Regions from separate parts of the Zea mays genome. Here region 2 is linked to region 1. The links are chromatin contacts, called in public HiChIP or PLAC-seq maps. All regions are on one chromosome and are shown on one strand. Each heading gives the region's core, a stretch centred on a gene start, on an enhancer-like site or on the middle of the called end of the contact. The rest is flanking DNA. Distances are from core to core; before and after follow the strand shown. Region 1 holds the start of LOC100277294. Region 2 holds the start of LOC542553 (ferritin 1).

Region 1 (5,835 bases), core at 180-2,679:
AGAACAAGAGATGCAAACTTGATAGTAGTAGTTCAGGCTGGGTTGTCCGGCCAACGTATGGATGGTTCAAAACTATTGTACTACAAATGATTCAAAACTATATTGGTTAAATGGAAATTTGGAAACTGCACAAGACCAAAGTGGCTATATTGGAAGCTAATTTATAGTTCCTGCTAGGCTGCTACTGCCTTCAAAATTATATTGTATCTCATTATTTATTTATGTAAATTATGTAAAATACTAAAACATATCTATACATTTGGTTCTTTCAGAAGCTGCAGTATCCACTTCTATATGCCCAATACTGATCCACGTGCCCCCATATCCATGCTACTTGCTACACAACAGCTCAGGGATCATAACCTCTAACACACATAGCATTTAATTCCCTCTATACACAGGTAGTAACAATGCCTTTCCTTGGGTAATGCTAATGCTACGCTATGCATGCGCTGCTGAACAAACAAAACAACTAAGAAGAAGACTTGACAATTTATTTTTTACTTTTTCATTGCATCGTACATGTACTTATAAACTTGATGTACAGAGTGAGCCAAACACATGGTGCGCCCAGCATCCTAGCAATAGGTATCTGATGACAGATGTAATTGGACTTGGCAGAGAAATCAGCCCCTCAAAGAGTAGTGACACTTTAGGTGCCAGTTGGAACAGTTTCAAAGTACAATATGGCATGCATTGGTTGCTGCAATCCGAATTGAACAATAGATCCCCACAACTTAGGCCAAAGGTAAACAGAAACGAAAAAATATATGACGGGCTGGAATTACGGAGCACTAAAAACATTGATTAGTTGGAGCTCATTCGCTAAAGTGAAACTGTTTCTCTATTTTTTGTCGCCAGGAACTATAAACACATGAACCATAACCGCAGACGCCCATACCAATTTCCTTCCCTCTATATATGCAGGTAGAGTTCCCAGATGGACAAGGTTCCCTGTCGCGCATATCACAGACACATGGTACTGACTAGAGAGTGGTCCCAAAGCGAAGCAAGAACCACGTGAAACCTAATCGTACCTTGCTTCCACGCGAAGTCTAGTCTACAGCAGCCTGCAGCTCTAGTCCTAATCAACAGCAGCATTGATGCACAAAGTAGTGAATCCAGGATACGTGCACCCGTTGTTTCTTGCAAAAAACTCGAAGCTAGTAGGAATCATGGTCAGATCCGGGTTCAGATAGCTTAGGGTTTGGGGTGCTCCGCTTCGGAAAGGAAGGAAGGGAAGGGAGAGAAGGGAGCGGGCATACCTGGTGGGTGATCGTCTCCGGCGAAGAGGGACACAGACCGCCCAGTCGTCGCTGGTGGCGCCGGCGAAGACCCGACGGAGGGGGAGGGCGGTGGCGGTTGCCCAGTCAGTCACCGCACGGAGAGAGAGGCGAGAGAGCGAGTGAGGTGAAGGAAAGGAAAGGGATGTCCGGCCTCGCTCTGGGGGGCCACCTGCAGTGGCGGAGCCTGTCTTTGGATCGTGGCACTGTTGCTGGACTCTTGGGTTTGGGCCCTGCAATTGCGGCACTGCTGGGAGGAAGAAAAAACAAAGAAAAAGTGAAATCTCTACTACTATTAAGGCTGCAAGAGTAGTTGGTCATTCCCGTGTTCTGTCATCATTCATGTTCTGCCATTCCCGTTTTCTTTATTCTGTCTTTCTCATTCCCTCCTCCCGCAAAGCTCATTCCCATTCTCATTCCCCCGTACAGCCCACGTCTAGCTAAAATTAAAAAAAAACACATGTCCTCAAAGGGATTTGAACTCGTGACCTCTTAGCAAAGGCCAAGAGTAGCTATCACTACACCACATATGTGTTTATGTCTACATCTATGACAGGAAACACATCTACTACATCTCTCACCAAGCTCACTTGCTACCCTTGCACAATGCGTAGTAGTAGATAAGTATCACCGAGATTCTTGAATTAGATTTTTGGATGGATGTAATATTATTTAAAGAAGAGCTTTGCATGCAATTTCTTTTGTTTGAATAATGTATTATACTTAAATTCCTTTTTTTGCATGCGTGACATTTTTCTTCGTACTATTTTTTCCATAGATCAGACTTCTGAGTCATTTTCATAAACCAACACCAAGCATGAATCCATGTTTCTTACTTGAAACCCCGAACAAACACCATGAGCAGGAGGCACTCACGTTGGCGTCGCTCATCGATGACGAGAAGAAGCTTGGCGACTGTCAGTTCGACCTCTAGAAGCAGTCCTACGTGGTCGCATGCGCCGCTGTGTACGACAAGCTCCCGCGAAGCCACCACTTGGACGCGGTCCAGAGCAGCTGCACCGCGCTGTCCATCATTAAGCAGGGAGGCCTCATGGTTGTCGCCAACATCGACGACTCTCGGGTTGTTCTGGACACCGCATCCGACGACGATGCCATCACGTCGTCTAGCTCATCGTCCACCTGAAGCTCAACCTACCACGTAAGTCGCTACTGACCGGACATGAATTCTTGTGCGCTGGGACGATGGACGTTGCTGACGTTGTGTGAGTGTCCTCGAACATGATGTATGTAGTGGAGTAGCGCATCTGGTGGTGCAACGGCCATGGGTACTACCTCGCTGATGAGCCCGGGGTACACTTCGTTTGGCAGCCCAACCAAGAGTCATCGGTACTCGTCATGTCGCGCGCGTTCGACGACTACTATATCGAGGATTGTGGCGTCATCTTAGCGTCGGAGGTGACGCAGAGGAGGATCGACAATAGTGACCAGTTCGTCATCCTCGCCACCGTCAGGGTAGCTTTTGTGCCGACCTGCCTTTAATTCTCTTCGCAAACACATACATTTACCTTTTTGTTTAAGCAAGAGCGTATGGTGGTGCGTGTTTGATGACTAATGATGTACGAGGAAATTTCTTCCAGCATATATGGAACGTGCTCTCCAATGATGAGACCATACAAATCGTGGCATATATCGAAGTCTGCATGATACTGATGGTTGCAATGTAGTGGTGAAACAACTAGATTAAAATAACAAAATTTATGTATGACTAGGATCACAAATTGATTATGAAACATTTTCTCATAACAATATAACACACATTTTATATATAAGTTATCGTAGTATACTGGTATTATATATTACCGTCGCAACGCACGGGCACTCAGCTAGTAATTATGAATATAGAAAGCTTACCCCTTTGGAACAAAGAAGAATTGAGTTCCTAAAAATCCTATAATTTTTTTATAGAACGATCCATTTGTCGGGGACCATAATTAGGGGTACCCCAAGACTCCTAATCTCACCTGGTAACCCCCATCAGCACAAAGCTGCAAAGGCCTGATGGGCGCGATTAAGGTCAAGGCTCAGTCCGCTCAAGGGACACGATCTCGCCTCGTCCGAGCCCAGCCTCGGGCAAAGGCAGCCGACCCTGGAGGATTCACATCTCGCCCGAGGGCCCCCTCAAGCAACGGACACGCCTTCGGCTCGCCCGAGGCCCAGTCTTCGCAGAGAAGCAACCTTGGCCAGATCGCCACGCCAACCGACCGTATCGCAGGAGCATTTAATGCAAGGATCGTCTGACACCTTATCCTGATGCGCGCTCTTCATTCGACAGAGCCGAAGTGATCGTAGTCACTTCGCCGCTCCACTGACCGACCTGACAAGAAAACAGTGCCGCCTGCGTCACTCCGACTGCTGCGCCACTCAACAGAGTGAGGCTGACAGCAACTAAGTCCAGCCTCGGACGCCATAGGAAGCTCCGCCCCGCCTGACCCAGGGCTCGAGCTCAACCTCGACACTGGACGACGAACTCCGCTTCGCCCGACCCTAGGGCTCGGACTCAGCCTCGGCTCCGGAAGACGATGGACTCCGCGTCGCCCGACCCCAGGGCTCGGACTCAGCCTCGACTCCGGAAGACGATGAACTCCGCCTCGCCCGACCCCAGGGCTCGGACTCAGCCTCGGCTCTGGAAGACGACGAACTCCGCCTCGCCCGATCCCAGGGCTCGGACTCAACCTCGACCTCGGAGGAGCCTCCGCCTCGCCCGACCTAGGGCTCGGACCCACCACGTCACAGGGGGGGCCATCATTACCCTACCCCTAGCTAGCTCAGGCTACAGGGAACAAGACCGGCGTCCCATCTGGCTCGTCCCAGTAAACAAGTAATGATGGCGCCCCGCATGCTCCATGACGACGGCGGCTCTCAGTCCCTTACGGAAGCAAGGAGACGTCGGCAAGGACTCGACAGCCCCGACAGCTGTCCTTCCGCAAGGCTCCAGCGCTCCTCCGACGGCCACGACATCACATGAACAGGGTGCGAAAACCTCTCCGACTGCCACGACGGCGTGTACTTAGGGCTCTAGCTCCTCTCTGCTAGACACGTTAGCACACTGCTACACCCCCCATTGTACACCTGGACCCTCTCCTTACGCCTATAAAAGGAAGGTCCAGGGCTCTCGTACGAGAAGGTTGGCCGCGCGGGAGAACGGGCCAACGCGTAAGTCTCTCGCTCTCTCCCACGCGGACGCTTGTAACCCCCTACTGCAAGCGCACCCGACCTGGGCGCAGGACAACACGAAGGCCGCGGGTTTCCCCTTTTGCCTGTCTCCTTCCCCCCTTCGTGCTCCGTCTCGCGCCGACCCATCTAGGCTGGGACACGCGGTGACAATTTACTCGTCGGTCCAGGGACCCCCTGGGGTCGAAACGCCGACAGTTGGCGCGCCAGGTAGGGGCCTGCTGCGTGTTGACGAACAGCTTCCCGTCAAGCTCCAGATGGGTAGTCTCCAGCAACCTCTCCAACCTAGGACGATTCTCTGTTTCGGGAGTCTTGAGTTCATGTCCCTCGACGGCAGCTATGACATGGTACTCCTTCCTCCGCCTCGCGACAGTGACAATGGTGGCCGTCAGCCCGCCCGCCAGCGGCGGAATCGACGACGTCTTCCCCACGTGGCGGAAGAACAACATCTGGGTTTGTCCCGTCACCTCCCCCGCCGACGGAGGAGGAGGCGAGGCAACCATGGCCAAGCAGGAGGCGGCACCTCGTCGGCTATCAAGCAAGTCGACGACGCCGGCGCCCCAGCGGGGGACACGTCGGGCTTCGACCTTGCGTCTGAGACGAAGACGAGTGTTGTTTCCCCGCAACACGCCAACTCCAAGCAGACGGACGACGCCAGCACGCTCGCAAAGGACTTGCTGGGCGTTGTCCTCGTACCCGAGACAATGGTGCAGTCCGCCCCTGACGCGACTTCGTCACCGCCCGTCGGCCAAGAGGTACCGACCGATTCCTATCTCGTGCCTTTTGGATTCAGCTTCGACCCACCGAGCGACCTCGCTTCGGTGGAAGCCTTCATAGAGGCATGTACCAACCCTCCGGGGTACCATATGCGGTCGCCCTGGGATAGACTGACGGCCGTCTCGACCTACGGGCCCTTGGGTTCCGAGGAAGATGACGAGCCCGACTTTTGTTGGGATTTCTCCGGGCTCGGTAACCCCAGTGTCATGCGGGACTTCATGACCGCATGCGACTACTGCCTTTCCGATTGTTCCGATGGTAGCCGCAGCTTCGGCGACGAGGACTGCGGCCCAAGTCGTGAATGTTTCCACGTCGATCTAGGGGGTCCCGGCGAAGGCAACCATCTTGGTATGTCGGAAAACGGCGATCCCCCTAGGCTTGCGCCTCGCGTTGATATCCTTCGGGAGCTAGCTGTGGTCCCAGTCCCTGCGGGGGGTCAGGACGCACAGCTCGAGCAAATCCGCGAGATGCAGGCCAGGCTCGACGAGGGAGCAGGAACACTTGAGCCGTTCCGACGGAACATCGGGCAGGAATGGGCAGACCAAGCTCCAGCTGGAGAAGCGCGTCATCTACCCCCGGGCAT
Region 2 (5,823 bases), core at 1,744-4,243, 200 kb after region 1:
CTATAGCAAAGCGCGTGAGAACCAATAATTTAGCGTCACATAGTAAATACTTATCAATAATGAAAAAACTTAATATTTATACTAATTTTTTATGTTCAACATTTAACACATGTATATTTTAAAATGTACTAAAGTTTGTATTCATATAAAGACTTGTACGCCATTATACAATGACAGTTTAGCAAAGTAAACTTATAGAATTTAATTACTAATTGAAAATATGGATCCATGTATGTCTATAAGTTTCAAAAAATAGCATCATATACAATGGCTCACTAAATAAATGAGATTGTGCTGAACTACGATTAAGAAACTGATTATAAGATGTTTCAAAAAATATTCGAATTTTATATCTATAATTTAAGAAGATATTTGAAAATTTTAAGGATTACCTTTTGTGAATCATTACAAGAACATAAAATTATATTGCAGATTCTATAAATAAACTGAATAAATATATGTTTTCGATGATTTTCATCCCTACAGTCCTACACGAGCTCCCTGACCGCTTCGGGCTCCTCCTCGAGTCTCCGACTACAGCGCGGCCTCTACAAATCAGCCATGAGAGGGGGAAAAGCTGGATCTTTTTTATTATAAATAAATTACGGCGATGATGATTAGGGGCAAATGAGGTAGGCAACAGCGAACCTAACCAACTGAAGAAAAACCTCTACAAATCCACCTACACCCGCAGGGCTTTCTCAACTTCATAGATTAGGGAGGGTACACATTCATCACCCATGTTTTATTTCCGACAATCAAATCCCAACGAGCATAGCACCGACCGAACTGACACATCGCATGCATAATGTGTTCATCCCTCTCTAGGAGGGCAACACCGTTCTACAACTAAAAAACCCAAACCAACTACAAATCCACCGACCCAGAGTTGTCAGTTGACCCATTATTATTCCTCCGCCTGATCAACATTACACACTTGTTTCCTTCATTCATCTGTCCGTTCTTCTTTTTAGGCCTCTTCCTCAAGCAGCATCTGATCGAAGTGCCACACCCCTGTACGCAAGTATCACATCTCAACAATATCAACTAGGGGTAACTTCGAGCACTGAGACATAGCACATTAAACCAAGTTCAGCAACAGACTAACCGTGCCCCTTGCCCACTCTCCTCAGCTGGGCGACATACTTGGAGATCTTGTTTATGGCTTCCACCTTTCGAAAGAAAAAAAATCCGAAATTTTCGTTCAGCTAAGAATACAACGTAAACTATACACATCATATGCTTGGTTGCATTTACCTGCTCCTCGAGGAACTCACTCTCGATGAAGTCTGTCAGCTGAGGATCATTGCACCTTGTTGCCACCTGTTAATTACAACAGCATGCAGTGACTCAACAGTTATTCAACTTATATTTGCCCATAGATTTTCTATGTATGCCTTGAGCAAAGCACGCAATATATATTTCTCTGCAAGAATGCAACTTACACCATGCAGGTTGTGCAGCTTCTCATTGACCAGCTTTTCCAGGGCCAGAGCCAGCTCCATAGCTGAAATCAATAAAAAAGAGAGGCACATATCAGAAATAGACAACAGATTATTAGCTTCCAACTATGTCAAGCTCAAGCATGAACATAACTACAACATAGCTTGATACATAACCAAACATTTACTAACAATAGCTAGCCTTCTATTCTATATAAGTCGTCCTAAATTTGTAGAATTGCTACCAGTCTTTGAATCTATCATCATCCATCGATGCACATACTGAAAGCTTCAACTCATACAGTCATACAACTATGTTCAGACGCAGAATAAATTCCAGTTCTGGACAACCGCGAGCTTTTGTTACTTTCCTTGCTCTACCATTACCAGACTACCAGTACCACACACGCAGACTCTCCTCTGAGGCACTTGGGCATTCAGATCCTATCCTAAACCAGAGGTCAGAACCGGCAAACAAGAAGCAAGAAAATGAGCGGCAACTTACCGTACAGAGCATCTCCTTTCTCAGGGTGGTCAAACTCGGTTAAAGGCGTCACAATCGATTGGAGCCTCACCCTGCCTCCACGTTTGTTCTGGCAGGCGCATTGTCCCGTCAGTACCGCACAGCACGTATTGGCATGTAGCAGAATGGAACGGACCAGAGGGTCAAATGATACCTGGTACTCCATGAGCTTTTCAGCGTGCTCCCTCTCCTCGTCGCTGGATTCCTTGAAGAACCTGGAAGAACCACATCATCGTTAGAGAGGAAAACGTAAAATCGGTATGGATAGCCGAACTTGGTGGCGAGAGGCGACGACTGACTTGGCAAATCCTTTGAGAGCCACGTTGTCGCGGTCGAAGTAGGCGAAGAGGGAGTGGTATGCATACGAGGCGTTGTACTCCACGCTGCACGGCCAGAGAGAGAGGTTCCAGAGTCAAATTGGTGTCGTATGGAGACATTTGTTATTCGGTTAGTGGAGCTGAATCGAAATCAAATCTCACAGATGGATGGAATGGCTGACAGATAACACCCAAAAAATAGCCTAATATGGTAAGAGCATCTTAACAGACAGCACACATAAATCCTAAAATCTGAACGCAAGCAGGAGCATAGCAGAGCAGAGCAGTGTGCGGTAACAGTAGCACTTACTTGATCTGCTCGTTGAGGGCGGCCTCGCAGTCATCGACGAACTTGTGGCGCGCGAGCGACTTGTCTGGGGACTGGGGCACGAGGGCGAGCTCCCCCTTGATCTCCTCGAAGGGCTGGAACACGACCCCGCTGAGCACCTCCTTCCCCTTGCCCGCGGCCCTGCACGCGGCGCCAGCGGCCGGCGAGGCGACGCCGCGCGGCGCCGCCACCCTGACGACGGGAGCAGGGGTCGCGGGCGCACCGGAGAGCTGGGTTGGCACCGCGGCGGCCGGGGACGGGGAAACCCTAAGCATCATCTGGATGTGTCGTGTGGGTGCGTGTGCGTTCGCGTGAATTCTGCGCGTGGGTAGTGGAATGGAATGGGTGGACTGGAGAATAGATGGATGGATGGATTGTGCGGCTGTGCCTTGGAGGAACGAAAGGGATAAATATAGGCGCGTGGGGGTAGCAGATTGGAGACACGTGGACGGCTGAGATTTGGAGAAGGCGGAGGGAGCGCGTGGAGGGCTCGTGGCGGGCGGGGGACTGGGGAGATATTTCTGGATGGTGGAGGCGTCCATTTTTTTTGAGCTTTTCCTTTGGTATACGCCGTTACTACAAGGGTTAGTTCGAGAATACTAATTTCCTATGGGATTTTCATTTTCCCAATGGAAAATAAATTAATTTCCCTTGGAAAAATGAAAATCTCATGAAACATTAGTGTTCCCAAACTAGCCCTAAATAAACTCAAATTTCCCCTTGTCCTAGAACTTATTTTCCCATGAGGCAGGGATACCATAAGGAGTCTGGCATTGTTCTAGGTTCTAGTTTTGACGTGAAGCCGTGGTGTATAATATAAATTTAAATAGTTTTTAAAAATAATTTAAATAAAAATGACTTATCAAAATGTTTTAAAGTTTGCAACTTCAGTTTCATAGTTTCCGAAGCTTCGGATGGCCCGTTTCATCAATTTCACCAAACTTTGTGCAGTCACAGACATAATTTTTTTTGAATGGCTTTAAATTTGGTGGTGGAGAAGTGGTGCATACAGACACCACCCCTTTGGTTGAGAATGTTGAAAATCTCCTCGAACATTAACAATTGTGGAAAATCTTTATTTTGTTTGATTGAAATAACTGTCAACTATAGATTTTATAAGAACGTGACATTTTTGTAAGATGGAAGAGATGAATATGAAAAATCTATTCTGTTGTATAGTTAATTCAGATTTTTTACAACGAATCCGGTCTAGGAAGCTAAACTAAACAGACCCCTAGTATTCAATGTAAATGCAGAGCAGCAAAGGATAACCACGAGACTTGTAGGTGTTGGAATTTATATCGTCCAGTTCATCTAATTAACGGCAGCACGTTATTATTTCAACAAACCTGACGTATATTTAAAATAAAATAAAATAAAAAAAGTGGTCGTGCGGCCGGCACACGCCTCTGATGATGACCCGAGCAAGGATGGAGGAGATAAGATGAAGATTCGTGGTTGCGACAGGACACACATAGAATTCCAAGGCTGTTTGTTGGAGTGAAGGACCACCGCACCCGTCTGAATGGTTGTTGGCTGTACCTTCAGATCTCGCTAGCAACTGATGACTCAGCTCACTAGCGCGTGGCGACCTCACGCGCGCTCTGAACCAGATTGGCCCGGTGCCTACCACCACACCCGTCCTCGTCATCCACGTCTGCATGTGGACACACGCCTTGTCTCTGTTCATCAACTAGCTGTTGGGTACAGTTATAGATGTCAAATGGGCCAGACGGGCCGGCTCGGTTCAGGCACAGCAAGGCCCGACACGAATTTTACTCTCCATTTTTAACTTTGTGTTTTTACCTCTTATTTCGAAAACAAAGCTATCGTTTATCCCTCCCTCCTAACGAGGTTAGTGCAAATCATAATACGAACTACTCCCTTTCTACGTTGTACTAGCGCATCATCAACAGGGGTAAAACCATAAATGCATAGTATAACGAGGGGTAAAATTACAATAAATTGCAGGTGCATTTTTTGTATTTTTGTATTAAATTTAACATTATCAATTGCATATAACAGCGCAAAGGCATGACAGAGGGTAAAATCATAAAATTGAAAAACGAGACACAAAATCACAATTAAAAATTGAGAGAGGGATACAATCACAAATACACCTTACTTTTACTAAATACTCTCTCCATCTACAAATGTTGGTCGTTCTCATTTTTCGGGAAGTCAAATATTTTTAACTTTAACTACATTTATATAAGAAAATATTCATATTTGTAGTACAGTTATAGATGTCCAATGGGCCAGGCGGACCGGCCCGTTCCAGGCACGGCCGGCCCTGAGGGGGGTGCGGCGGGTGCGGCCGCACCGGGCCCCCAAAAACAGAGGGCCCTTTGGCCACTGGACGTTAGCATTTTTTTTCCCGCTAAGCATATCTACTCTAGACATAAATACGCAAGAGCAATGCACTATCAATCAGTTTCGTTTAAATTGTTAAACTAATGTCTCGATTACTTATCTAATATTCACTTCGTTCTAAAATAGTATTTGTTTTAACTCTGGATTTTTATGTCTATATTCAATTAGATGATGAGGAATCAACTAGAGAAGCAAAATAAATTCTATTTTGATACAGAGAGAGTAGTATTTACTATACACATGATGGTTGCATCGACGGAGAGAAGATTTTTAAAATTGAAATATTTTTTGAACTATTTAAGGTCAACAATGACTTAAGAGAGGTTAAATGGTTTGGCGATTATATGTATCTAAAATAAGTTGTTGGATGTGATTGATCTTAATGGTATAAGCGATGATTTGTATCACAAAATGTTAGAAGATATTTTTAATGACATCGGATAACAAGTATGTGTTTTTGCTATATTTTATATTTGTCATCTTATAAACTTGAAAATAGTGCATAATAATTTGTATACGTTGAATATTATATATATTGTGTGTGGATGGGGCCTCCATTTCAGATTTCGCATCAGGCCCCTAAAAGTCAGGAACAGCCCTGGGTCCAAGCACAACAAGGCTCGACACGAATTTTACTCCTCATTTTTAACTTTGTGTGTTTTTACCCCTTGTTTCAAAAACAAAGCTATCGTTTATCTCTCCCTCCTAACGAGGTTAGTGAAAATCATAATTAGTGATAAAAAATGTGAGAATAAATGGACGAAAGATACGAACTACTCTCTTTCTATGTCGTACTAGCGCAACCTCAACAGGGGTAAAATCACAATTGCATAGTATAAC

The links. HiChIP or PLAC-seq counts read pairs in DNA pulled down with a chosen protein or histone mark.
Region 2: a contact with region 1 is called in an H3K4me3 HiChIP or PLAC-seq map of leaf, with 2.5 times the contacts expected there. The contact joins the promoter of LOC542553 here to the promoter of LOC100277294 in region 1. A contact is called at or near these places in 2 of 25 Hi-C or Micro-C datasets (both in leaf) and 1 of 3 datasets of contacts at active chromatin or transcription factors (leaf).

The regions. Positions count from the first base shown.
Region 1 is chr4:188,748,801-188,754,635 of Zm-B73-REFERENCE-NAM-5.0, forward strand. It overlaps LOC100277294, which reads right to left and starts at 1,430. Exons shown (of 2, transcript NM_001150899.2): 1 at 1,266-1,430.
Region 2 is chr4:188,948,204-188,954,026 of Zm-B73-REFERENCE-NAM-5.0, forward strand. It overlaps LOC542553 (ferritin 1), which reads right to left and starts at 2,994. Exons shown (of 8, transcript NM_001112093.2): 1 at 2,593-2,994; 2 at 2,265-2,348; 3 at 2,120-2,180; 4 at 1,948-2,035; 5 at 1,446-1,507; 6 at 1,258-1,323; 7 at 1,109-1,172; 8 at 568-1,014. The coding sequence starts at 2,888. The coding sequence ends at 971.